Linked DNA regions of Canis lupus: region 1 is linked to region 2. Evidence: chromatin contacts called from public Hi-C data. All regions are on one chromosome and are shown on one strand. Each heading gives the region's core, a stretch centred on a gene start, on an enhancer-like site or on the middle of the called end of the contact. The rest is flanking DNA. Distances are from core to core; before and after follow the strand shown. Region 1 holds the start of RTP4 (receptor-transporting protein 4). Region 2 has its middle 32 kb from the start of MASP1.

Region 1 (4,454 bases), core at 1,115-3,614, 46 kb before region 2:
TGTGAATCACCCTGTGTGGTCTGCCTGTCTGCCATTGGGGTGGGTGGTCTACTAGTCTCCCCTTTGGGCTGAGTGCCTGCCCCAGGTGCTTGGGTCTCAGTAGTGGTATGGCTGGGCCCTGACCCCTTAGAGCCATAGTAATTCCCACACTCCTGGTTTTGGCTGGACACGTCACCAATGTGAGAAGAGGAACTCCTATTATCTGTACAGGAGAATGGCGATATTGATGGCTCTGTTGTGTTGTTTCGTGACCTCAGTAAACAGTAGCCCAGAGTACATGCTTCACAATTGATTGTGTCATGGGACCCATCCAAAGGCACCTCCCTGATGATGGGTAGCTCTGGAAACTTCCTAAAGCCATTCCCGTAGAATTTCTCCAGAATACGCCGCACCACATTTTTCAGAATCCTCATGGTACTCTCTGGGGAGAACTCAGGATCCTCAAATCGAGACCAGGAACACTTCTTGCACCTCTGAGCAAAGAGCCGCATAATCACCTGGCCCTGGGACTTCTGGTGCTCCAGGTACATGTGACATAAGATAAGCACTTGAGCAGAAGCCCAACTTCGCTGGCATGAGGAACACTGAAACCTGCAGACAGAAGGAAGGAGGCTGTTGTGCCTTCAGGTGATCATGGACCTGAAGGAGGTGGGTCTGGCTTCAATCTCTAAGATCTCTTCCAATTAAAAAAAGTGTAGATGATGTTAACAAATTGCCAAATAAGACTGAGAGGGATTGGGAGGCTTGAGGGTTTTGTTTTGTTTTTCATTTTAAAAATTTTATTTATTTATTTGAGAAAGAGAGAGGACAAGCAGTGGGGGAGGGATAGAGGGAGAAGCAGACTCCCCGTCAAGCAGGGGGTCCCCGTCAAGCAGGGGGTCCGCTGTGGGGTTTGATCCCAGGATTCTGGGATCACGACCTGAGCTGAAGGCAGACGCTTAACCAACTGAGCCGCCCTGGCACCCGGGGATTGTGTTTCTGATAAAGCTTTTTCCTGTGATCTGCTGAGCTTCCACCCTACATGGTCTGAAGTTTACCTCTTTGCTAGTAAGATATCTCTGATGTCTCAGAGGGAAAAGTGGTTTTGCCATCTGCCAGCCAAATTTGGACCTCCTAATAATCACAAAAAAAAAACATATAAAATAACTACTTTGAGGCAGGCCTTGTAATAAGGGCTGCAGTGTTATCCCCCTTCATCTTTAAAGGTCCCCTCCGAGGTAGGCATTATTGAGCCCAATATCCAGATAAGGAAACTGAGTCATAAAGGGATAAGCAGACTGTTTTTAAATACGTATATTTATTCCCATTATCTATGGGAATGTAGAAGAAGGAACACTGCCTCGGAAGACCAGGGAACGCTTTAAGGAGGAGGCGGCCCTTGAGCTGGTCCTTGAAGGATGAGCACAAGGGAGGGAGGAAAGGGCCTGCCAAACAGGCAGAGTGTCATGATAAGGAAATAGAAGTCTGAAAACGCACCAGCACGGTTCATAATCCAAAAGATGGAGCAGAGGACAGATGGAGTCAGGGTGCAGCAGAGAGGAAAACAGGACAAGTAAGGTGGAAAGTAGAGCGAAGGTCCCTGTGTGCCCCCTAAAAGGAGACCCGGTTGCCTAGGTCAGCATTTCTCACCACCGCCCCACCCTTACCCCCAGCACAGGCTCTGCAGGAACAGACTCTGGAGGCTAAAGAGGAAGATCACCCATGAGGGGAGGGTGTGACTTAGGGACTCCAGGATCTAGGTTTTAGATGTCTTGCTTGTTGCATCATTCCCTCTCTTATCCCCAGGCTTTGAGCAAAGTCAGGGTCAAAGTGATTGTGTAGCCTCCCTCCAAGTCTTGGCTCTTTCGAGGAAGGCCCTGGTCCCAGGCTGGGGCTGAACCAGGAGGGCTGCTGCCCATCTGGACTGGGGGCAGAAATAGCAGAAGTGTCTGGATGGAGGCACTCTGGAACAGGAGGTGGTGGGGAATGGGGAGGGCAGGTTTATGGAATATGGAAGCAAGCCTTGGGGACTTCCAGAAACGTTTAGGGAGGAAAACTAGCAAAAGAGGAAAGTCCCTCCAGCTAAGCAAGTTGGAGGTATTGCCAACCACAAGATCACTGTGACCATGAAAGGATGGAGGTCCTGGTGACATTTGTTCCTAGAAGGAGCTCTCCAAAAAAGCAGTCAATGGCTGCTGAGCTTGACCCCCCTGTGCCCAAGAAGGCCTGCCAAGAGGCAAACCCTGGCTCACCTGCCAAATCCTTTTTGCTGGTACTGCTTCCACCCTTCTGCAAGGCAGTCTGGCTCGAGTTTCCCATCCAGCTTCAGAGTCCACCTGGCCCGAGGTTTCTCCTGCTGCATCAGTTCTTGAAATGTCTGCTCCCATGTCCGGACGTCTGACACCGTTTGCTTCCCTTGAGGCTGGGAAGCCATGCCTAGTGAGGAGCTCCGTTGTACTGGGCAAGCGGCAAGAGGGGAAGGGAGAAAGAAAAAAAGCAAAAACTACCTCAGTTTCGGTTTCTCAGCCTGGAATGCATCGGCTGTCTTCTTAAGTTTCGTTTTCCACTGTTGGAGCCCACAGAACAGGTTTTCGTTTCGAAGACAGAGGGCAGCAGAGTTTTGCCAGTTTGTGAACAGGCCTTGCCGAGAGGGATCTGAGAGCAGAGCTCTGTTCTAGATTCTGGAGGCACCTGGAAGTGCCCTGGGGATTTTATTTTTCTCTTATGTTTACACCAGGCAAAGCACTATGCTCAGCGCTGGGATAGATGCCACCGAGCAGTGGTTTCTACCCACATGGATGCTCACACTCTTGCGCAGACACGAGAAGGCAGCTGGGGGAGCCTGTGTCCGATGCTGTCTCGGGCACCGGTGACTCCTCACCACATCCCATGGGGGGATTATTCCTCGTCTTCTGCAAGTGAAAGCACAGAGGAGTGGGTCGCCTTGCCCAAAGCCACACAGCCATTGCGCAGTGTAGGCTCGTGAGACTTGAACCCAGGCCTGTGGGGCTCTAAAACCTGTGATGTCCCTGAGAAGAAGCTGAGGATGGTATTTCAGGTTCTAGGCTGTCACTCTGGAGCCAGGGTGGGAGGACCATCTTGAACCCTGACCCAGTGGTTAGGTCTAGTGAGATCTCCTGGGTCCTGGGGCAGGACACCAAGCTATTTAACTCTGCCATTTGCCATGTAAATTATCTTGCAGGGCAGGATGCAAGCAGGTGTGGGAGCCGTCTTTCAGGGACAGGATAGAGAGAATTCCCACTCAGAGGGTGGGGGACCAGAACCAGATGACCTTCAAGTCACTTCTAACTTAGACTCCAAGATTCTAAAAAGTGAGCTCTGTCCCTCTGGATTTTAAACTCAAATAGGGGAGAAAACGACAAGCAGGACCTTATGTCCTTGGAAGCCCCATTAGGGTTAGCATGGCTCAGACAGGATCAGCCTAAACCTTCTCTGGCCTTCTAGACTTTCACATGCTCCTCTTCTTCCCTCCCTCCCCGGATATTCTGTTTTATACAAACTCTCTGCTTTTCTAACTTTACACATTGAGGGCACCTATGTCTACACAGATGATGTAGAAAACTCTTGTGTACCCAGATAATTTTAGGAGCTTGGAATTGGACCCACAGGATTTGAGAGAAGCCTGGAAAGCCCTTAGGAATTAATTTTTTCTCTTTATGGCAGTCATCCACTTGATAATTTATTTCTGTAGTTGCTCTAGCTCAGGGGTGGAAGGAGCTGGAGGGATTTGGTTTGGTTAAAGGAGAGAAACAAGAAACAGGAAGTGTAGTCCCAGGGCCCCTGGGTGGCTCAGCTCAGTTAAGCATCCGAGGCTTGATCTCAGCTCAGGTCTTGATCTCCAGGTTTTGAGTTCAAGCCTCACATTAAAAAGAGACAGAGAGGGAGAAAGAAATGTAGTCCCTAGAATAGCAATAATTTTACTTATATTTTTAAACATCCCTTCAACTAGCAGAAACTCTATAGGCACATGCAGAACAGATACAAAAATTTTTGGACGTGGTTGATCTGGGAAATGATGAGACTGGATGACCCCTAAGCTAAGTCCATTTACCCTGCCTTGGGGGTTCAGAATAAGGAGAAATTAATACTACAATTTGAGTGCCTGCTGTGCTCGGGATACCAGACACATCTTCACCTCCTGGACTCCAGGATGACCTAATAAGTGGCAGAGCCAGGCCTTAAACTTCTCTGAGGCTACACTAAATCTCCTGAAAGTGTGAGCTTGTCTAAAGAAGGAATGGGTTACTAATGGTAGAAGAACAAGCAGAAGACAGAAGGAGCAATTTTGAGGAACCTGAGTGGGGGGTCTTCATGCTGCTCTTCTAAGGGTTGCACCCTCTGGGCTGGCGCTCCTGGGTATATCCTAAGAAGGACTACTACTCCACTTAGAACAACTCAGCAAAGGGTCACCTGGAGGGGAAGAAGGAAGGCGTTAAGACCACGTTGTCCCAGAA
Region 2 (4,472 bases), core at 51-2,550:
TTGTGACCCAAGACCCAGCCTGGAGCCTGGGATGCATGAACAGGTGCGTGAAGTCCCCCATCACACAGGTGAGCAGTGCAGCATGCATGTGGGCAAGGAGCACCGTCACTGCACCTGTCGTCAGGACCACTGTCTTCCTGTTCTGTGCTGTGCACCTCCTATACTTCAGGGTCCTGGAGAGAAAAGACATGGTCCCTATCACGTGGTGGGACTGAAGAATCAGAGAGGAGGTCCAGCAAGGTCAATCACGGATCACAATACTGTGCAGAGAGTCCTACACACAGGTGCCCTAAGGGCAAAGAGACATTGGGGTGATGCTGTGATGTTCAAGGTGAACTCGGGTGACTCTTGGTGGAAGACATCTGGCAGTAGAAACAACCAGGCCCAGAGGTGTGAACAAGTAAGTGTGTTAAGAGCACATCTGGAGTACAGAATGCACCCTATAGTTGTGGGTCGCAAAGGCAAACCCAGGAGCCCCAGAGAGGCCAGGTCACAAGGACTTCTAACGCCAGCATGTGGGAGCTTTGCCTCGGTTTCCAGAGGTGAGGTGCCTGCAAAGGATTTTAAGGACAACAGTGAAATGGAGGTCTTACAATGCAGAGTCCCAGGGCCCCTCCACAGATTCTGATTCAGTAAGTCTGGGCTTGCAGTCCCAGGATTTGGCACTTTCAGCAAGAATTAAGCATTTTGGGTGTTTCTGGTACAAATGGTCAAGGGCCACCCTTGAAGGAGCTCTGGAAAAGAATGAGAGGAAACAAGGGCTAAGGACAGAAGGCCACACCGTAAGGGATGGGCTGTGAAAAAGATGCCTTGTGGTGGCAGCCGAGGAGGAACAATGGAGGGGTGGCAAAGGACAAGAGAATAAGCAGCGCCTGTAAGACCACAGGAAAGCTGTTTTAAGGAGAATGGTCCCCCAAAGCAAACTCCCCAAGAAAGTTAAATTAGGTATGAACAGAAAAATGGGTTGATTGGCTTTGGGCGATGAGGAAATCCTTAATGACTATCCAGCAGGAGGTTTTGCTGGAATAGTGGGGACAGCGCCAGACAACAGAGGCTCAGAAGTAACTGGAGGAGTACTGACAGTCAGGGGCTCTTCCTCCCTCCAGTAGCTGGGCCTGGAAAGGAAATGAGGAAAGACATGGCGCTGGATGAGGAAGGAAATAGGTGCCAGAGAAGGATTTGGGTGTTCAGGAGGAGACACTTGACTATCTCTCTCCTGTGGAGGCAGAGTGGGTGGAGATCCCAGCAGAGGATCTGGGAGGGAGGGATGACCCAAGAAGGGATTGTCCTGGGGAGGAGCTGGAGCAGGGGAGAGGTCGAGCCTCTCCTCCCCTGAGGCCAGTGGGGAGGGGGAGGGGAAAGGTGTGCTCCAAAACTGGTTCACAGGTTGATTCAAATTAGGTGCAAAGAAGAGAAATACCATAAACACATCAACTCACTTGGCCAAAATCTGAGTTGATATAAATCTGGGAGAAATAGCTAAGTTCATTAAGTAACTGAATGAAGATTCAAAAAGATGTTAAGAGTCTAGAGTAAAGAACCAAAACCCAGTTTTAATCAGGCAAACATAAACTCTGCACCTGGTTAAAAATTAGCTTCTGCAAGCACTTGACCCCATAGCAGTCAACAGTTTAAAAAATTAATTGAAGATAGTCTCTATTTTACTGAAAAGGATTATGAGGCTTTAAAAGCTAAGGATCTGAGGTTACCAATGTGAGATCCCAGGACTTGCAAAATTCTAGCCCACCAACTGTTACTCCACCTTTTTCTAAAGATGTGAGGGTGAGAAAGAGTGGGTGGTGTGAATGTTGAGACACCCCAGCCTATACTCTGGTTTATAAATGTCTTTTAATAACTTATTAGGGGCACCTGTATGGCTCAGTCGGTTAAGCATCTGCCTTCAGCTTAGGTCATGATCCCAGGGTCCTGGGTTCAAGCCTGCTTCTCCCTCTCTCTCTGCCTCTCCCCCTCCCCCTGCTCTCTCTGTCTCAAATAAATAAATAAAATCTTTAAAAATAAAAATAAAAAATAAAGTAACTCATTTGCAAACCTTGATATTTTAACCATAATAGGAAGCCAGTTTTTTGTGATCGATCTCAAAACTGATTGTGCTGATTCCATCAAACAAACCTCACAAATCTCCCTGACCACCCAGGGAGTTTTGCAAGATCCCCAAGACCTTCTGGCCTCCAGGAGATTCTGATTGTGTAGCTCTTGAGGGTAGGGAACTGTCAATGAACCACAGTGAGAGGTTTGGAAGCCACTGAAGTGGCAAGGAAATCTTTGGATGTATCTGGTTCCCATCCTAAGCCACTAAGGAGTCACAGAACATTCTCCCTTGTGCTTCACAACTATTCAGAACCAACAGACTGTGCCTTTAGTGAGTTTGACACTTACATGCTTGAAACTATGGCTTATTGTGGTATACCAATGCCAGGGGTTGGTATCGCCTATACAAGTTTTGGAAGACTTGCTTAGATTTATAAATTCCTTTTCTTTTCCCCTTCTTTTTTTTTTTTTTTTTTGAGATTTATTTACTTATTTGAGAGGAGGGGTGGGGCGGAAGAAGAGAATCTTCAAACAGAAACCCTGCTAAGCACAGAGCGCAACATGGGGCTCGATCCCACAACCCATGAGATCATGACCTAAACCTAAATCAAGTCAGATGTTTAACAGACCAAGCCACCCAGACACCCCTAAACTCCTTTTCTTATATGGGTTTAGTTTTCAATATAAATCACCATATATATATTATAATCTTTTCAAATGGTTAATCATTTATAAGTAACATATCCATGTGTAATGCTGCCATGGGTGTAAGAGAGATAGAGACTGATCAAGAGGTAGTTTGGAATGACCTCATCACGCCCAAAGCACACAAGCGAACAAATCCCTTATCATTTTTATCATTTAAGTTTATTTCTATTAGCTGACTTGTGTCATTGAGTTATAATTTATATACCATAAAATTCATCCCCAGTAAGTGTCCAATTTCCAGTAAATTTAAACAGCTGTGCAACCATCACCATGGTTTTGAATACCGCCACCTCCAGAAGGTTCCCTCACACCTGTTAGCAGCCCGACCGACAGCCTATGTATTCCTCGGATCTCCTTTCTGTCTCTGATTTTTTGCCTTTTCTAGAAACTTCATATAAAGGGAAACGCATAATGTTTAGTGTTTCAGGTTTGGCTTCTCTCACTTAGCATAACATTTGTGAGGATCATTCTTGTTCCGTGAACACACAGTTTGCACCATACTTTCAGCTTTTACATTTCAGTTTACAATCCATTTTTAAAATTTATTTATTTATTTATTTATTCATGAGAGACACAGAGAGAGAGAGAGAGAGAGACACAGGCAGGCTCCATGCAGGGAGCCCGAGGTGGGACCGGATCCTGGGGCTCCCGGGATCATGCCCTAGGGCCAAAGGCAGACGTTCAACTGCTGAGCCACCCAGGCGTCCCTACAATCCATTTTTAATTCATACTTTGTATCATGAGAAGTAAGGGCCTAAGTGTATGTATGTATACATGCATGTATTTTTGCACATGGATATCCAATTGTGCCACCACTATTTATTTATTTATTTATTTATTTATGATTCTGTTTATTTATTCATGAAAGAGAGAAAGAGAGAGAGAGAGAGGCAGAGACACAGGCAGAGAAGCAGGCTCCATGCAGGGAACCCAAAGCTGGACTCAATCCCGGATCCCAGGATTGCATCCTGGGTGGAAGGCAGATGCCCAACCACTGAGCCACCAGGTGTCCCAATGCCACCACCATTTAAAGTGGCGATCTTTCCCCATTGAATTGCCTTGGCATCTTTATTGGAAATCCATTGATCATAAATATGTAGGTTGATTTCTGGACTCTTCTGTTCCATTGATCTACATGTCCATGCTTGTAGGAAGGATAAGCATTGATTTGTGAAAACGTTTTGATTATATACACCACGTTCATGTGTAAAATGTATTTCTTACTGAGGACTGTGGTAAAAATATCTTCTTGAAAATCATTTATCCAAGTGGTGCCAGATAATGCTCACAGTTGGACAAAAAAAGGGGGGAGGGTTCTAGAATACACTATTGGTACCTACAATGATTGTGGGATGGACTATGGCTGCACGCTTTGCAGAAGGGGAAACTGAGGCCCAAGGGGAAGAAGTAACTTAGCCACAGTTATGCCAGAGCGCGAAGCCAAGTGCCTTTCCTGGAAGCCCCCATCTCCCTGCTGGCCCTCCCGCTCTTCTGTAAGTCCTCGAGGAGCTCCCACCTCCATTCCCTGGGCTGAGACCCTGCTGGCAGCAGCTGGCACAGCCCGCATGGGTGCGTGCTGGGCAGGGGTCCTGGGGCAGCAACCTGCCAATGCCCATCCCCCCTTCTCTCTTCAGCCTCCGCCTGAGGCTCACTGAAAGCAGCCTCCTCGACACTGCATGGCCCAGTGGGTCCAGCCCCAGATGAGGGCTCCCTGG

The links. Hi-C and Micro-C count contacts between places; a contact is called where the count stands out from the background.
Region 1: a contact with region 2 is called in a Hi-C map of liver, with 2.6 times the contacts expected there. The contact joins the promoter of RTP4 here to the enhancer-like site in region 2. A contact is called at or near these places in 4 of 9 Hi-C or Micro-C datasets (amygdala, blood and liver).

What each region holds. Positions count from the first base shown.
Region 1 is chr34:20,009,219-20,013,672 of UU_Cfam_GSD_1.0, reverse strand. RTP4 (receptor-transporting protein 4) reads right to left here and starts at 2,364. Exons shown (of 8, transcript XR_005383874.1): 1 at 2,232-2,364.
Region 2 is chr34:19,962,184-19,966,655 of UU_Cfam_GSD_1.0, reverse strand. No RefSeq gene overlaps it. Among named protein-coding and RNA genes, the nearest start is that of MASP1, 32 kb to the right of the region's middle. Within about 2 kb of position 1,300, at least 1 of the 20 cell types and tissues checked has an H3K27ac peak or open chromatin away from gene starts, as enhancers often do. A contact at or near this core is called in liver, where this site is marked.